2 separate regions of the Mus musculus genome follow, and region 2 is linked to region 1. A link is a contact called in public Hi-C data. All regions are on one chromosome and are shown on one strand. Each heading gives the region's core, a stretch centred on a gene start, on an enhancer-like site or on the middle of the called end of the contact. The rest is flanking DNA. Distances are from core to core; before and after follow the strand shown. Region 1 has its middle 24 kb from the start of Chgb. Region 2 holds the start of Trmt6 (tRNA methyltransferase 6).

Region 1 (3,861 bases), core at 220-2,719:
AATGCCTCAGAACTTGACCCTGTACCTTACTTTGGCTCATGAAGCATTGGTAAATATGATGCAAGTAGAGTCTTAAACAATGTTTTGTATAGTGGGAGTGGAGAATGCTCTTGGAAATTGCCAGTCACCCTCCGCATGATGGTCTGTCTGGTCGACAGCTGGCCCCAGTGGGTAGACTTGCATCTAAGGTCGTCTCCAAGCGTCCAGCACTAGTGGATCTGCCAGACGAATAAAACTACAAGAGTAGTCACCAAACAGCTGCTTAGCCAATCCTTCCAGAATATGGGCCCCTCCCCCCACTCCCTTTGAAATAGGGTCTGTGTAGCCCAGGTTGAACTCTCTGCCTTCCTGCTTCAGACTCCTGAGTGTTGCGATTGCTGGTGAGTGCTACCTAATGCATGGCTCTTCACTGTTAAGTTGCACTTATGTAGTATTATTGTTACTTTATGTGGACTAGTACGGGTGCACTCCTGCTATGCCATGTGTAGGGACCAAGGGGCGACTTTAAGGAGTAGGTTCTCTCCTTTCACCTTTATGTGGACTCCAGGGCTCAAACTCAGACAGTCAGACTTGCATGGCAAGTGCTTTACCTACTGAGCCACCACTCTGACCATCTTCAGTTTTTTAACCTGGAATTTAAATTTTTGTTCTAAGTGCATTATCATCCGCAGCTGTGAGAAATGATATATATCCTGCATATCTTGCATAGATATCTGCAATTCTTACAGCATTTACCTTATCCACGTTGTCATGCAAAGCTATAGTATAGTATCACAGCTAGGATATTGCTATTTGTAGATGATGTTGGTCAGATTTCTCCATTTGCTTTGTACTCGTTTGTGTACCTTCAGTTGTGTGCAATTTTCTCATATGTAGGCTCTATATCTTGGGTAGAAGAGAATATGGAAGTGTGAAACACTTTCATGGTATCCTATAGTTTATGAAGAGTTTAGGCACTATTTGCATGCATATATACTGAACATCTATTGATAGAAGTCTCATGAAGCCTGGGACATAGCAATGGTTCACTAATTTAAAGACTGGAAAACTTAGACAATGGAAGCAGAGAGAAGAGGTGGTCAGAGAAAACTATGATTAAATGAAGAGCTTGGTAGGTTGGCTGTGTACACAGGTATTTATTTGTTTGCTTATTTTAATATATAGACCTGTAACTCCACGACAGAATATGAAAGGGGAAAGATAGTAGGCTGGGGATGTTAGATGGGAGGGAGGGGCAGGCACTATAGCATCCTTGCAGGAATAACAGCACATTTTACACCAAAATGTTCCCACAGCTCCTTTAGAGCCTTGCAGCAGGCACTGAAGATCTCATGGGAGGGGAGTGGGACTTGTGCAGGCAACCGGAAGATTCTCACAATTTAATATGCAAGAATTACAGTCTCATGAGCTAACCCAGGGAGTTCCAGGCACCTGCCAGTAGGCTCCAAGGCTGAAGAAAAGCAGGGAGTGGGCACGGATGCTGTCTTGTGTCTTCTGCGAATGCACCACCCACAGAGACAGCAGGGAGAAAGATTTGCTTGGAATGCCTCGAGGCTTCTTGGTAAAGTACTATCTGTGATGCACAGCAACCAGGGATTTAAGGATAAAGAGAGAATGAGGCCAACACACTTCATGCAAGCAGATGGGCCCTGGTCCACAAGCCTATCTTCTGAGAGAGAGAACGGCTCAAGAAACAGAGACCCACACATTCACACACCCAGGAGTCCTATGAAAACACTAAACTGGGAGCCATTCTAGATATGCAAAGGACCTGGAGGGTAAAAAGAGAGGAGAAAGTTAATATATAAGTAAAATAAAAATTAAAAACAATAAGATAATTTTTTTTTAAAAAATCCCTGAACAATATTATGAGACAAGGGCCCTCCAAAGACGCTGCTGCTTTGCTTCCTGTTGGCCTTCTACTGCTGGGCATGTGGTTTGGCCTTAAGAGTAGTTTGTTTCCCCAGTGAGACTCCTGTGGAAGAAATTAAAATTTCAATTGTAAGTGGTTATCAGTTGGAGATTACTTCTGGGTTAGGAATGGAGCCGTGTGTCTCTTCAGCTCTAGGACGCAACTGGAGCAGCTTCCTATAGATGTTATGCATGCTGCCTTACTCTCTGTGAGTTCCTATGTCCGTCAGTCATGAGGATATTGAAGGCCTGGTTTTCTTGGTGTCCACCATACCTTCTGGCCTTACACTCTTTTTGTCTTCTCTTTTACTATGTCCCTCAATTTGTGTGTGTGTGTGTGACTATATCCTCATGGTTTTGCTGACTTTATAGCAAAATCAGCTTACAGCTGGATCACGTGGTGACCTGCATCCTTTCATCACCTGCCAGTTCGGAATGCTCGCCTCTGTTTCATAGCCAGCGTCTCTGGCAGCAGCAGCTGGGCTCAACCCACTCCAGCCTCACGCTATCTTCTCTGTGGCTTTAGCCTTTTTGCAGAAACATGGAGTGACTCTGGTTCCTGTCCTAGCACCACTTTCCCCGACAGATGACTGGTCCTTGCCCTTCTTATACCGTGTCTCTTTGTGGGTCTGCTGCCTGCCACACTTCTTGAAGAAAGCCTTGTGGCTTTTAGGAATGTTCACTGTATTTGCAGGAGTACTCCTGACACAGAAAGAGAAAAGAGAGGAGGCTAAAAGTGGAAGCCCATGCCTCAACTTTTATGTTGTCAGGACTATTGATCTTTTCTTGTTGGCACTGCTCTCTGTTTTAGGAAGAGCTTCTCACGCCAGTTACAAAACAGCAACCTATAGTGTCATCTGTAACTTTCGTAGTGCTGTTTTCCCATTTCAGTAGTTAATCCATAAGGAATTTATATTTTGCATGCAAATTGAGGTGCAGATCTCAGCATTAGATACTTAGATAATTCATTATTAATTTTTTTACATTTAGTTATTGTATTTTATGTATATGAGTATTTGTCTGTATATATCTATATAATTATATAGATAAAGAAATGCACCACATATCTGCCTGGAGCATGTAGAGGTCAGATGACAGTATTAGAGCCCCTAGCAGAATCTGCAGTTACTAGGAGTTGTGACCCAGTGTGGATGCTGGGAACCAAACCCAGGTCTCCTGCAACAGTAACACGTGTTCTTAATCAGTGATCCAGCTCTCCAGATCCTAGACAAGGATCATGAAATGTTGTTTATTTGTTTGTTTGAGACAGGGTTTCTCTGTATAGCCCTGACTGTCCTGGAACTAGCTCTGTAGACCAGACTGATCTCAAACTCAAGAGATCTGCCTGCCTCTGCTTCCCAAGTGCTGGGAATAAAGGTGTATGCGCCATCACTGCCTGAAGAAATGTTATCTTGAACAAATTCTTGGTTTCCAAAAGTATTGCAACCTATCCTTACTCACTCGTTGAATCCTCAGATCATTCTCTGTTGTCCTGGACTACAAGGCTACAGCTTTTGTGAAACTCATCTATACTCTGTCCTCTGGGAACCATCCTAGGGCCACACAGGACTTCCTCTGCCTGGATGCTTCAAGTTCATTCCAGGGTAGTTTCACACGAACTCTGCATACACTTTTCCCTATGCTGGATGTTTGGTCTTTCTGCCATGCTTTTTTTTTTTTAAGATTTATTTTATTTTATGTATGTGAGTACACTGTACCTGTCTTCAGACACACCAGAAGAGGGCATCGTATCCCATTACAGATGGTTGTGAGCCACCATGGTTGCTGGGAATTGAACTCAGGACCTCTGGAAGAACAGTCACTGCTCTTAACCACTGAGCCATCTCCAGTCCCTCTGCCATGCTTTTAAAATGTTTTATTGCCATCTATTAGCTATATATGACAATGGGTTTCACTATGACACTTTCATACATGTACATACTGTATTTC
Region 2 (3,781 bases), core at 1,097-3,596, 58 kb before region 1:
ATGCATGTAGGCATCTACAGAGGTCAAAAAGGGTTTCAGAGTGAGTTTCCTTTTGGGAACCAAGGTCAGGCTCTCTAGAAGAACAGTAAGCATGTTTAACTGCTGAGCCATCTCTCCAGCCCCTTGTTCCATGGCATCCCTGCGACTGCACAGGATAGTATAGTTCTAGCCTCCAGGAACATCTGATCTATCCTCAATTACTAGGGACAATCAGCTTCATTCGTCTAAGTTCTCATCACACAGTAGGACGTCTTTCAAAGTGATACAGCACAGCTTTGGAAGGGTGCGATGCAATGAATATGTCACCGTTGTCCTGCCTCTCCCTTTGAGCTCCCACTTCTGATAACCTTGGCATTTCTTGGTTGGTTCTCCCTCAGTCACAGGAATCAGACTGCTGTGTTGAGTCTACCATATACATATCCAATTCCTTGTATGAAATCTTTTGAAACATTCACCAGTTCCTGTTTTCCTGATACATCATATAGCAATAATGCTCAAACAAATGCTTGGAAGAGAGAAAGGCGGCATAGAGCAGGAAGACCAGTGCACAACGGTAACATGAATTGTAGTATCCAAAGATGAATATATAACTTATGGTTCTTAAACTCCACCTTCAGAGAAGTAAAGCTTCCAGCCCTTATACGGGATAAACTGATCCAATGTTGACTGTTGAAGTAACGGTTGTGAGGCTTGTGCTGAAAACGTAGAATACGATGTTAGTAAAAACCAAAGCACTGGCTAGTTTTCCCTCCAACTAGTTTCTCCTTTTACAGGAGTCTATTAATAGACTCCAAATTAGATATTTCAATAAGAATTATAAATATTAACCTTCAGACCTGAAGTCTGAGTTAAACTATCCTGCTATCTACTAGGCATTATTATTAATAGGCATTATCATTATTTCCATTCCTTGTATTTTTTTTTTCTTTTTACATTATGTTGCCTGTGCACACTAGTAGGCCCACACATGCCATAGTGCATATGTGGAGGTCAGAGGGCAGCTTATGGAGTCAGTTTTCTCCTTCCACCATGTAGGTTCCAGGGACCTGAGGGTCCTCACTTGGCAGCAGTCCCCCTTACCTACTCTGGCATCTACCGGCCCTTGAATTGTCTCTTTCCCGAGAGAAAACATATCGATCCCTGCGTGCACGTACCAGAAGCGTGCTTTCCTGAAGCTTCATTCAGGTCAACTCTGTTTTCTCTTTCTCTCCACCTTCCTGAGAAGTTCCCACCACCTCTTCCTCTTTTCCAGCTTTGGAATCTTCCTCGTCCAAAACCTCTGCCTCTATAAGCACCACTCATGTCTTCCACAAGTCAAGAGCACTCCTAAAAAATGTATTAACATAGTAAGGGGGGGATTAATGTACTGTGTTTAAGACCAGCACTTAGGCTTGCAAAGTTCCATGCTGCAGTATAAACCTTATGTGTTGTATAGTTAATTCTTTTAATCTCCATCATGATTAAGGTACACCATAGACATTTATTCAATACCAGTTTTCAACAAACCACCAAGAGAGAAATCAAGGAGTTAACTTGAACCGGTTTTCTGTGTGGAACTAATATTGGGCAGTATTGGCTGAAAATAATCCTCACCAGTACGATACTAGGGAAATAACATAGCCCAATCTTCGCTGTATTACTTTCTGTGGCAGGCTGTCCTAAAACTGTTCCAAAAGAAAGTAACTCCACTTAAAAATTCCTATCCCACAGATACAAACTATTGATAGATTCATACGCTGTGCTGTAATTCATTAGGAGAACCTGTTCTAACCCTAAGAGGTTTTAATAAATAAAAGATTCGCAAGTATGCAAACTAATAATAATCAAGGTTGCTTGTGATAGCCCTGTGATAAAAGCTCAAGTCTTCAGGATCCTCAGGATGAGACATTCCATCGCAACACTACGTTCCACATCGATCCAACAGGATAACATACTGAGAACGGTGGCGATTCCAACATCTACATAGGGAAGCAGCCTGAGAAAAGTCGTACGCAATCCCTGACTCCCCGTCTTCCTCGCGTCCTGCTTTCAGGAGCCCCGGAGCCTGCGACAGAGCCGTAAGCCGTATACACTCTCACGCAGGGCTCCGCGGACACTCCGTCTCCGGAGCCGCCCGGTGCCCGCGTCACTGCGCGCCAGAACGCCAGACGCAGGGCGGGGAAGGCCGAGCACAAGCCCAGAAGGCAAACTCGGACCTCGCTTGAAGTTCTTTTTTGGCGCGTCTATGACGCGCTTCTGCTTAAGGAAGCCACGCGACTAGGGGGCGGGATGAAGTGTAGCCAATCAAAGAGTTCAGAGAGACGGAAGTCGCCAGGCTTCCGGAAGCCGTCCCGAGGTCCGGACCGGAAAGCGGAAGCGGCGTGCAGCACGTGGGGGCGGTGCCGGCGGAGACGCAGGTCCCTCCTGGTCGTGCCGGGCTCCTAGCGGCTGGAGCAAAAACGGAGGTTGAAATTTACCTGGCTTCCATGGAGGCATCAGCTGCGGAGCAGCCGAGCTCACCGCCCCCGCCTCTCGGGGACCACTGCATCCATGACGGTGACTTCGTGGTGCTGAAGCGAGAAGATGTGTTCAAAGCAGTGCAAGTCCAGCGGAGAAAGTGAGTCTGGTTGCTGGCCTTGGGCAGCGCGCACCACCACCCGGATAATCACTCCCTCCTGTGCCCCATTCTTGGCTCTTTGAATCCCGCTCCCCAGCCCTTATTGCTACCACTCAGGTCTTCCTATCACTGAGGCCTTCCCACCGGGATCCTGCCGCATCCTTGGCTTACGGGTACAGTACTCGCCTCTACCTTTCATTCCCCAACTTTCTATTCTACCTTCTGCGCCAAATTCTCTTCCCAAGAATTCCATTCTTGATACTCCCACTCAGGAGGGTGCTTTCCCGAGGATTCTTGGGGGGCGGGGGAAGAGCCTCACTAGTCTTACAGAATTTATCCAACCTTTCACATTCGTATCTCTTATGTCTGACTCTCTTCCCAGCTCCCCACTTTCTTCATAAATCCAACTTCCTCAGTAAGAGAAAAGGGAGATAAGAAAGATCTCTTACACATAGTATGGCTTGCAGGTAGGCAGTCTTATTCTCTGGATCCCAGTGGGAAAAATCTGTCTACTGTAAGAAAAGAGAACTTACTACAAGGTACATGGCCAGCTTAAGCCCAGTATACATACTGGTGCTTGCTGATGGCCCGCTGAAGCAAACACTTTCCTGCCTCCCAAGTGGTGGGATTACAGGTTTGCTTCACCACACTCAGCTTGCTTCATGTTCTGATACAACCATTTGAATGTCCTTTTTATAATGTGTTTTGTTAGATGATCCTTTTTGTTACCAAGGAGACATACTGTATCTTTAGTTCTAAAAGGTACTCTTTTTGTTAATTAGTTTGTTTGATGGGCTACACAGAGAAATCCAGTCTCAAAAAAAAAAAAAAAAACCAACAAAAAAACGACCTAGTATTGTTTTAAGGTGTGTGTGTGTGTGTGTGTGTGTGTGTGTGTGTTTTTGTGGGCTTGAGTATGTGAATTCCTGTGCGCTCAGTGGCCAAATGCTTTGTATTTCCTGGAGTTGGCGTTACAGCCAATTGGGAACCACACAACTTGGGTGCTGGGAACCAAAGTCAGATCCTGTGGAAGAGCAGTAAGTGCTCTCGAGTGCTGGGTCATTTCTCCAGCTCCCTAAAGAGTCAGCTGTAAGCTCTTTTTACTATCCCTGTTCTTAGGAAGCCACGATCCTAATTTTTTGTTTTATTTAGAAAATGACCCACTGAACCCAGCTGCATCCCAAG

What was found. Hi-C and Micro-C count contacts between places; a contact is called where the count stands out from the background.
Region 2: a contact with region 1 is called in a Hi-C map of the N1E-115 cell line, with 2.0 times the contacts expected there. The contact joins the promoter of Trmt6 here to the enhancer-like site in region 1. A contact is called at or near these places in 1 of 39 promoter capture datasets (macrophages), 1 of 484 Hi-C or Micro-C datasets (the N1E-115 cell line), 4 of 115 datasets of contacts at active chromatin or transcription factors (the 230-238 cell line and embryonic stem cells) and 3 of 9 other capture datasets (adipose tissue, liver and pancreatic islet).

Annotation. Positions count from the first base shown.
Region 1 is chr2:132,755,744-132,759,604 of GRCm38.p6, reverse strand. No RefSeq gene overlaps it. Among named protein-coding and RNA genes, the nearest start is that of Chgb, 24 kb to the left of the region's middle. Within about 2 kb of position 1,469, at least 16 of the 459 cell types and tissues checked have an H3K27ac peak or open chromatin away from gene starts, as enhancers often do. A contact at or near this core is called in the N1E-115 cell line, where this site is marked.
Region 2 is chr2:132,814,619-132,818,399 of GRCm38.p6, reverse strand. It overlaps Trmt6 (tRNA methyltransferase 6), which reads left to right and starts at 2,346. Exons shown (of 11, transcript NM_175113.3): 1 at 2,346-2,596. The coding sequence starts at 2,466. It overlaps Mcm8 (minichromosome maintenance 8 homologous recombination repair factor), which reads right to left and starts at 2,259. Exons shown (of 19, transcript NM_001291054.1): 1 at 1,935-2,259; 2 at 1,155-1,326; 3 at 612-695. The coding sequence starts at 1,302.